Linked DNA regions of Sus scrofa: region 2 is linked to region 1. The links are chromatin contacts, called in public Hi-C maps. All regions are on one chromosome and are shown on one strand. The core of a region is the stretch at or near the end of the contact, and the rest is flanking DNA. Distances in the headings are between cores, read along the strand shown.

What was found. A called contact is a pair of places that touch in the nucleus more often than the background predicts.
Region 2: a contact with region 1 is called in a Hi-C map of embryonic fibroblasts, with 3 times the contacts expected there. The contact joins two enhancer-like sites. A contact is called at or near these places in 4 of 47 Hi-C or Micro-C datasets (embryonic fibroblasts and liver).

What each region holds. Positions count from the first base shown.
Region 1 is chr6:82,673,871-82,679,092 of Sscrofa11.1, reverse strand. No RefSeq gene overlaps it. Among named protein-coding and RNA genes, the nearest start is that of RUNX3, 81 kb to the right of the region's middle. Within about 2 kb of position 3,197, at least 3 of the 83 cell types and tissues checked have an H3K27ac peak or open chromatin away from gene starts, as enhancers often do. A contact at or near this core is called in embryonic fibroblasts, where this site is marked.
Region 2 is chr6:82,823,904-82,829,125 of Sscrofa11.1, reverse strand. No RefSeq gene overlaps it. Among named protein-coding and RNA genes, the nearest start is that of SYF2, 17 kb to the left of the region's middle. Within about 2 kb of position 2,300, at least 8 of the 83 cell types and tissues checked have an H3K27ac peak or open chromatin away from gene starts, as enhancers often do. A contact at or near this core is called in embryonic fibroblasts, where this site is marked.

The sequences.
Region 1 (5,222 bases), core at 1,948-4,447:
GATGTACAGAGGCGTCTGTAAAGTAAATCCTGCGTGGGAAGGGCTAAATCATGCCCACATAGGTTTTATGAAGGCACAGGAAAGAACAGAGGAATCGATGCCAAGCTGCTCCTAGGTGTCACCTCTCCGGAGGACCTAGGACTTGTAGGCAGGGCATGAAGGACGCTGGCACTCTTAACCCTCAAGGCCTGGGGTGACTTCAGGATATAGGGACCCTGAGAGGGAGTAGTGAGTGGCAAATAAAGACAAATGGGCGGTGAGGAGGGTTGTGAATGTCCCCGGGCCTCAGTGACGGTCATGGTCATGGGGGAGGGGCGCTTGGGGCTGACTGTTCGTGTTTGAACTTCGCACCTTGGGTCCCTCTGCCGCCCTTCCTGCTGCCGCCAGGACTCAGGGGCCAGGAAAGTGGGGGTGTGGGAGGTTGTGTGTACGTGTGGAGTCGGGGTAAGTGTGAGGACTTTTCCAGACGGTTGGTCCTGCCTGTGCCTAGAGTTTCTGGGTGGCTGGGGAGCCCCCAGGGGGCCTACCTGTTCCCAGCTCCTCCTCCTCTTCCCGTCCCAGCCTTTTCTGAGGCCAGGGCAGACAGGCGTGGTCTCGGACACTGGCTCCTGCCCCAGGACTGACCACAGTGGCATGGGCCGTCTGAGGCTTCCACCACGCTGACCTTTCCAAAGCCCTGATAAGGCATTAGTGTCCGCACAGAGGCTGGGCCTGGCCCTCAGCCGACCCATTCACTCTAGAGTCCCCAGGGCCTCCTGCCTGCCCCTAAACCTACTGAATAAATGAATAATAGGAATGAGATGAGTAATAGATCTGCTGGTGGCCTGGGAATTGGAAGCAAACAGAATCCTGTGGGGACCTTGGGAAGGCCAGCCCAGGTCTGAAGGGCAGGATGGATGGCAGATAAAGAGGGGACCCAGATAGCTCTGCTCTAGGAGAGGGGGGAGTCCTGGTCTGAGTGGGACAAGGCAGGGAAGGAAGGGCCCACCCTTGCAAGGCTGGGTGGAGACATGACAGCACACACTCCCCGCTCCCCCCATGTGCCCAACCCTGGGCTGCCACTGCTACACAGGACAGTGTCTCCTGGGGGTTGGATGGGTAGCGGGGTATCAGAGAGGGGCGGCAGGGGGCACTGGGCTATGCCTGGGGGAGCCAATGTCTTGTAGAAAATGGGTTCTAATCCTGGTCCCTCCACTTTCTAGCTAGGTGATGTAACCTTTCTGAGCCTCAGGTTCCACCATCCGTAAAATGGGGTTCATGGCAGAACCTCTCTCATAGGCTTGTTTGGGATGAAATGAGATGATGTGTTTAAAGTGCTAGTGCAGTGATGCTTCTCAAAGGCTGAATAAAGAGCAGCACCTCTGCCCCACCCTTAACCATGTTAGTATTACGGATTCAGTGTCTCAGAAATGCATGGCCACACAGGAGGCTAGGCTGGAATGAGTGGGTTTCTTTTCTTTTTTCTTTTTTAAAGAAAACTGTATTCACTTTAATTATTTGAATTATGATTATTATTTTATTTTAAAAATTTTAAATGATTTTTATTTTTTCCATTATAGTTGGTTTACTGCATTCTGTCAATTTTATACTGTACAGCAAAGTGACCCAGTCACACATACACATATACATTCTCTTTCTCACATTATCCTCCATCGTGCTCCCTCACAAGTGACTAGATAAAGTTCCCAGGGCTACACAGCAGGATCTCTTTTTGCTTATCCACTCCGAATGCAATGGTTTGTAGGATGAGTGGGTTTCATGCCGGGAGTGGGCTGGATGGGAACTTTTGAAAGTGTCCGCTAAGGAGCCAGCACCCAGGAAACACTGTCTTTCCCAGGAAGCCACACTGCTGTGGGTTTGGGTCTGGGCCCCGCTGGCCTCACCCTGGATGAGGTTTGGAGGTGTGAGTGGGAGCAGGACTTCAGGAAGCAGCGGGAGTGGTGTTGGGTGAGGACCAGCCTTGCTCAGCCTGGCACGTCGAAAATCCTGCTCCAGCCCGGGGCCAGGGGGCGCTACAGCCCCTTGCCTAAAGCATCTGCTGAGGTCCAACCCTTGCTAGGATGCGGCTGCTCTGAGGGACATCCAAGCTGGACAAGGGTTTCTATAAACACCCCTCTGGTACCACAGAGCAGAGCTGTGGCTGCTGCAGCAGAGGTGGGATGGCAGTGGGAACCAGCATCCTGCAGAGAAGGTCCTGGACTGCTCTTTGGTGTCAGTTGTGAAAAACAGGACGTAGGGAAAAAAAAAGCCCCACATCAATTTGCAGGTGAACAAAGGGTCCTGGACAGGGCAAAGTCTTTGCTGAGGGTGGCCTGAGAAGAAAAGAATTCCTTCCCAAACTGGGACCTGGTCTCCTTCAGGGAGCCTGTAGGACAGGCTGGTCACCTTCCTGAGCTTTGTGAAATGAGCTTTTAGGAACACATCAGCCTCAGTTTCCTCATCTGCAAAATGGAATTTCGTGAGACAGTACACATACGGCATGTAGCACAGAGCCCAGCTCTCAGCACCAGAGGGAGCCCTGATCTTTTTTCTTATAATGTCCTGGAGGCAGAGGGGGCAAGGATTGGCCCCCATCCCATTCCCCCCATTTTACAAAAGGAAACGAGGCCCAGAGAGAAGCTGCTTGGCAAAGATCAGGCAGCAAGGCACTGGTGCAGCTGAGGCAGGTCTTGGGACCATTTCCCTGCACCTCCCCCGATCCCTCCTCCATCCTCACCCTCATGCCAGGGGTGGGGGCTGGTGTCAGCAGAGCAATACCTGCTCTGGCCCCACAGCAGGGGCCCTGGGGCAGCTGGGACCCCGGCTCACACTCTCCCCATGCTGTAACTTCCACCGGCTCCTGGCCCCAGCTGGACCTGTGGTCTGGACCAGCCAGGCTGCCGCGGCTGGTGGTTGAGACCCCAAAGCCACAGTCAGCTGGGCTTATTGATTGAGGGCCATGCCGTGGGCCCCCTGCGTGGGCAGGGCTCCGAGATGAGTCTGGAGGGGCGGGGCCAGCCCTCCGGGAAAGCTGTTAGTGTCCACTCAGCCCTGTGGTCGGGTGGGCAGGGGGCTGGGCCTTTGGAAAGACAAGAGGAAGCAGTGGGCCAGGTGCCCTGGGCTGGTGGTTAGCAGCGACAATGGCCAGCACTCATCGGATTCACACGCTGCTCTCGCATTTTACTGGGGTTCGCTTATTGCATCCTTATGGCTCTTGGACTAGGTCATATCTCTCCCCCTTCTTTACAGGGGAGGATCTGAGGCATGGATCATGGTCCCTGCCCAAGGACACACAGAGAAAAGAGCAGAGCTAGCATTTTTTTAAAATTACTTAATGAATTTTGTCACATTTATAGGTGTACAACAATCATCACAACCAAATTTCCCAGCATTCCCATCCCAAACCCTCAGCACATCCCCCTACCCCCCAACCTGTCTCATTTGGAAACCGTAAGTTTTTCTAGCATTTGTTTTTTGTTTTGTTTTGTTTTGCCTTTTTTAGGGCCGCATTTGTGGCATATGGGAGTTCCCAGGCTAGGGCTGACCTACGCCACAGCCACAGTAATGCCAGAGCTGAGACTCACTCTCAAACTATGCCGCAGCTGGCAGCAATGCTGGATCCTTTACCCACTGAGCGAGGCCAGGGATCAAAGCTGCATCCTCATGGATACTAGTCAGGTTCCTAACATGCTGAGTCACAATGGGAACTCCCAGAGCCAGCATCTGAACCCAGGCTGCCAGGCTTCAGAGCCCGGGCGATTGGAGTTATTCATTAAGGGGAAACGAGGGGCCACCAGAGGCCTATCTTTGGTGGGCAGGGGCAGCTCCTTGACCAGAGAGAATCAGAAGCTGCCAGAGCAGTTCCCATCATGGCTCTGTGGAAACGAATCTGACTAGTATCCATGGGGACACAGGTTCAATCCCTGGCCTCGCTCATTGGGTTAAGGATCCATTGTTGCCGTGAGTTGTGGTGTAGGTCGCAGATGAGGCTCAGATCTGGCGTGGCTGTGGCTGTGGCGCAGGCTGGCGGCTACAGCTTCAATTTGACCCTTAGCCTAGGAAACTCCATATGCCTCAGGTGCAGCCCTAAAAAGACACACACACACACACACACACACACACACACACACACACACACACACACAAAGGAAGCTACCTGAGACCAAGTGGTGGCCCGAGGTGAGTCCCCAGGGCCCTGACACTGGGCAGCTGATGTGATGGTTGAATAGCTGGGCTTTGGGGCCAGAGGGCATGGGGCTAGCCCGTGGTTCCGCCTCTCTGCTGAGTGAGCTGGGGTATGCTCCCCACACACTGTCTGCTTAGAAACTAAACCAGAAGACAACAAACAGCTTACACATATGGAGCACGTGCTATGTGCCAGCACTGCTGGAGTCGGGTGCAGCAGTGAACCCCACAATCTAAAATCCCTCGTTGTTTGTATATTTTGGAGATTAGGCACTTGTCTGTTGCATCGCTGGCAAAGATTTTCTCCCATTTCATGGCCGTCTTTTTTTTTTTTTTTTTCATGGCTTCCTTTGCTGTGCAAAAGCTTTTGAGTTCGATTAGGTCCCATGGGTTTATTTGTGTCTTTATTATCATTATTCTAGGAGGTGGGTCAAACAAGACATCGCTGTGATTTATGTCAAAGAGTCTTCTGCCTGTTCTTTCTCTAGGAGCTATATAGTGTCTGGCCTTATGTTTAGGTCTTTAATCCATTTTGAGTTTATTTTTGTATATGGTGTTAGATAGTGTTCTGCTTTCATTCTTTTACATGTAGCTTTCCAGTTTTTCCAACAATTCATGCAACTCAACAACAAAAAAACAAACAATCCAATTGAAAAATGGGCAGAAGACCTAAATAGACATTTCTCCAAAGAAGACATATGGATGGCCAACGGGCATATGAAAAAATGCTCAATATCACTAATAATTAGAGAAATGCAAATCAAAACTACCTCACACCTGGTAGAATGGACATCATCCACAAGTCACAAACAACAAATGCTGGAGAAGGTGTGGAGAAAAAGGTACCCTGTTGGTGGGAATGTAAATGGGTACGACCACTATCAAAAACAGTACGTCTTTCAGCCATTTTGAGTTTATTTTTGTGCATGGTGTGAGGGTGTGTTCTAGTTTCATTGCTTTGCATGTTGCTGTCCAGGTTTCCCAGCAATGCTTGCTGAATAGACTTTCTTTTTCCCATTTTATGTTCTTGCCTCCCTTGTCAAAGATTAATTGACCAT
Region 2 (5,222 bases), core at 1,051-3,550, 150 kb before region 1:
AGGAGGCTCTTGAGAAGACAGATTCCCAAGAGACACATGTGATGGCTTATCCGGATAAATATCAATGACTCAATTAAAATTTTCATTCAAAAGCTATACTGAGAACCTATGATATGCTAGGAAGTGTTCTAGAAGCTTGACTACATCAACAGACAACATTGAAGGGTTGATTTTAGTTGAGCTGCTTTTCACATGGGCAGTTCTAAACTGCTCTTTCCAGGGGCACAGGGGCAGTCGCCGCAGGTATTGATTGACGGATATTTGCAAGGATTTGTGACTTTTTCTCCTGCTATTCTGGAGAGATCTGGCCAATGTAAAGAAAAAAAGGAGATGTAAAGATATGGTATTTGTAAAAGTGTTTTTGCCATTCTTAAGAGAGTCAATAGCAGGTAAGAATGGTTTGGTCTAGAGTTCCCATCGTGGCTCAGTGGAAACACATCTGACTAGTGTCCATGAGGACCCAGGTTCAATCCCTGACCTCACTCAGTGGGTTAAAGATCCGGCGTTGCTGTGAGCTGTGGTGTAGATCACAGACACGGCCTCAGATCTGGCATTGCTGTGGCTGTGGTGTAGGCCAGTGGCTACAGCTCTGATTGGACTCCCTAGCCTGGGAACCTCCATATGCTGCAAGTGTGGTCCTAAAAAGACAAAAAAAAAAAAAAAAAAAAAAAAAAAAAGAATGGCTTTGCAAATAATGGAAATCCCAAGGAATGCTAGCTTAAACAAAGAGGAGATTGTTTTTCTTAAAAAATGCAGAGGTGGGCAATTGTTCAGTGGCTTGATGGGATCACCCAAGACCTCGGATTAGTCTTCCTTCTGCGTGTACATCCTCAGTGTGGTGGCCTTTTGTCTTTGTGTTCATTGCCTGTGGTCACCCGATGGTCCCCAGAACTGGCCTAACATCCTCTTATCAAGTGCCCATGGAGGAGAGGGGCAAGTTCCAAAAAGGTGTCTCCTCTGGAGGCTCGGTGTGTTCTGGAAAGCTCTCCTGGAGTATCACTGACTAGCCCATGAACATGAGTTGTAGCAGGGCATGATGTATAGAGAATGGAGTGGCCAGGGAGTGCTGATTAAGGCTGGGTGCTATTGGGCAGGCTCTGGACTTCAGTCTAGTCTGGGTTGGCTCCATGAATTTCCTGCTGGGGCCCATGAAGTCAAGGGGATACACCCAGGGCACAAGCACATGCCAAATCCCAGCCTGAATCATCTGGTGAGACATCCCATTGTCGAAGCAAGTCACATGGCCAAGCCCAAAGTCAGAGGGCTGGGAGACCCACTCAGTCCACTATGAGTCATGGTAGGGGTTGAAGTATAGTTCTACTTTTGGGGAGGGAAGGCCACACCTCCCTTTCCCTAGACCGGTCAATAGGGCTTGGATTGCCACCGATGGTTTAGACCAATCCTGGTTCATGAGATTGTAAGGTGTAGTGGTTAAGAGCCTGGTCTTTGGAGAAGGACTTTGGGGGTCAATCTCAGCTTCTCCACCTACCAGCTTTTTGACCTTGGGGCTATCAATTTCATGTCTCAGATTTCTCGTCAGTGAGATGAGGGTAATAACAGCCCCTGTTATGAAGACTTTAAGTCCTTTTAAAATGCTTAGCATGCAGCAGGGCTGCATAAGTGTTGCTCTAACCCTCTGGGGCCAGGACAGGGAGGGTCTTGATGCTCCTGCTTTCCCCCAGACTGTAGCTCTTTCTCATTCCTACCAAACAGCTCGCCAGCTAATGCACCACAATTGCTTTTTCATTAGTAGCCACGGAAGTCGAGTCCAGGAGCTCTCAGCCACTGACATTTGCTGTTAACGGTGGCCTCGTACATGGAAACATGAACCTGCACAATTTGCTCCAGCTTTGTGAGGCTGTAAGCAGCCGCTTGGATCAGGACTGTCCTGCAGGATCTGCTCTCCGGCCAAGCAGGAGAGAAAAAGACCGTATCACCAGATGGTCCACGTGCCGGGGCTCCAGACCTCTCAGGGGTTCCAAGTGTGTTCATTCCAGAGAATTCTCAATCAAAGCACAACCCCAGGCAGACACATTTTCACACTAGCATGCCCAGAGCATGTGTGGAAAAAAAAAAAGGGAGGGATCCATGTAGATCTAAGTCAGACTAATTAGCTGTCAGCTGCATTGCATCTGGAGATCAAATATAAACTGTTGGCATCAAAAACCGTTCCGGTCCCTGTCATTTCCGTTCTCCTGGTACCACGCCATCCTTTGTAGCATGGCCCTAATATGTTTCTCCACGCTGACAGCAATCCAGCAGCCCGCCAAGCATGGAATCCCAAGTCATCTGCTGTTGGCAAGTGGAGCGTCCCTTCATTTTGTGCCAGGTGGAGTCAGATAAAACTAACAGGATGAATACAGGAGAGGGGGCAACTGCATTGTCAATAGGCTGGAATGCAAACATTTACACAGTTGCCCCAGAACACGGTTCTTCACCGTTGCTACTGTTCTATGTGAGCAAAGATCACAAAGTCCAGGGTCTGAAACAGACTTGTTTGGGTCAATCTCCTGCTGAATTTCATCAGTTACACCAGGTTCATCAATAGCGAGTTGGAAGGCTGGGGTGTGGATTTTTGCCTTTCAGGACAGATGTGTGCATCTGGCAATGGGAGAGGGGCCAGAGAACAGAGCCAGCGGTGGTTTTACTCTATTTAGATATTTAAAGTGTTTTTCCCCTGGTGGAAAATAATCTGTTTCTCGTTTAAGTTGATTTAAAATTGCTGCCATGTTATCGTAAACATGACACCTCACTTCTTTAAAGAAGCTTGGAATATGGTTGTGGAATCCCAAGTATAGAAGTGACAAATAAACTTTATGAATTTGCTTCTTCTCATGGCAAAATATGTGTAATTTTTAGTACTCTTTCAAGTCAGAATAGTTGGCATAGAGTTGGACTAAGAATTAAATAGTCCACTAGGTGGCAGTATACCTTTAGGTTTTTTTTTGTTTGTTTGTTTTTTTGTTTTTTTGTTTTTTTTTAAATTGTGTAACCCAGTGGTTGGCCAAGCCTGGTTCCCTGAGCAGCAGCATTGGCATTGCCTGGGATTTGTTAGAAATGTGTATCCCCTGGTTCCACCCCAGACCTACTGATTCAAAAAGTCTGGGAGTGAGTCACAGTAAACTGTGTTTTAACAAGCCCTCTGGGTGAGTCTGCTGTACTCTCAAGCTTGGGAGCCACTGATCTAACCAAGTTTGAGGTATTTTCTGAATCTGAAAATGCCACCATTGCAGGCCACAAGGTGTGGTGAGCTTTAGGCACAAGTGTTGTGACTGAGAGACACCAAAAGGCATCCATGTTTCAAGAATCTTTTATACCGGAATTTCCCCAGTGTCTAAAATGACTCCCATTGCCCATGACTTAGGGTTAAATTGTGAAAAGCCCCAGCAGAAAGCAAGAGCGTGAGCCTCTAGATCCACTATATTAACCATTATAAACCCCCTAACACTGGAGAACTATTTAGATTCTGGGCCAAATCTGCCCCATCACTTGCTTTTGCAAACAAATTTCTATTGAGGCATAGCCACACTCACTGTCATCTTGTCTACGGCTGCTTTCATGCTGCACAGGCAGAGTTGAGGTGTTGTGACAGAGCCGGTAGGGCCCACAAAGCCTGAAATATTAACTGTCTGATCCTTCACAGGAAGAGGTTTAGGTTGAGATAAAAGAGTTTTCTAGCAAGGCCTTGAGAGATTGGGTCGCCAGCCCCAGGACAGTGGAGGGCTCCAAGGTAGGAGACCTGGGGTAGCAATTTGGGCAAGATTGTCGAGGGTGGGGAGGAGTGGGGAGGGGCAGGATGGGGGAGGCCTGGGGAAGGTGTGCAGGGGCACTAAGATGAAACTATGTTAATACTCCCAAATCTAGGTACCAACCAGCAAATCTAACTAGACTCCTCTGTATATCACAACTATTTATTCATCAGGAATCAACTAAGATGATCCTTAGGGGAACTTTTCAGCCACTTACTTTTAAAAGACTTGGGATGTGTATGCAGATTAAAAGTGCAGTGAAAAATAAGATGTTTGGGAGTTGCCGTTGTGGCTCAGCAGCAACAAGTCTGACTAGTATCCACAAGGATGTAGGTTCAATCCCCGGCCTTGCTCAGTGGGTGAGAGATCCGGCATTGCCGTGAGCTGTGGTGTAGGTCACAGCTGTAGCTCTCATTCGACCCTAGCCTGGAGTTTCCATGTGCCATGGGTGCAGCCCTAAGAAGACACAAGAAAAAAAATTTAGATGTATGTTGGAGTTCCTGCTGTGGTGCAGTGAGTTAAGAATCTGCCTGCAGTGGCTTGGGTCACTGCAGAACCTCAGGTTCAATCCTCAGCCTGGCACAGTGGGTTAAAGGATCTGGCATTGCTGCAGCTGTGGTATAGGTTCAATTCAATCCCAGGCCAGGGAATTTCACGTGCTGTGGGTGCAGCCATTTAGGAAAAAAAAAAAAAAGATGTTTGCTGGTAAAACCGAATGGACCACATTCGTCAGAACTCTGTCCATTGATTTGCATCCTCAGTCCCAGCTGCTATGCTGGAATGTCCTTGCTAGTGTTTCCATGTATTTTAAGCATAGTTTCTGGGCAGTTTTCATACTTGGCATCTGTTGCATTTCCACAACAACATTGACAAATACACCTTAATCCTGACTTCTATCAAGGGAGGAAACTGCTCAGAGAGGGTAACTCTCAGATCGAATCATCAGACCCTGGATTTGGAAGCCCCTGACTTAAGCTTGGCATTCGTCAGAGCTGGGGCCGCTATTCCGTGTTCCCTCTGATCCCACCATCTTTCTAATTGTGCTATTCCTGGTGCCCTTTTTATAAACTGGCAGCTAGGCCTTGCAGTCTTATTTAAGTTATTGTATTATTATCTTTCCTAGTAAGGCCCTAATTAATTAATCATATCAAAATGGTTCCTTGTTTAGTCCATTAAGTTAAATTGAGGTCTTTAGCAAGAGGAGCCAGAAGTCCCATCTGAGGTGTGGCGGTCTCAGCTGTGGCTCTGACTGAACATCTGGGAGACATGGGCCACAGCCACCCGAGGCAAGAGGCCAATGATCAGAACAGATGCACCTGCCACTCACCATTGTTGGGCAGCGGGCAGGAAATCCAACAAAGGCAAGCTCCAAGGGCCAGGATAAATTGTTAGACCCTGTTCTAGGTCTTGACTTTCAGCCTTGGCCTGTGGAAGAACAAATCACCCGGGCCTGGGAATGGCTCCTGATCCCCA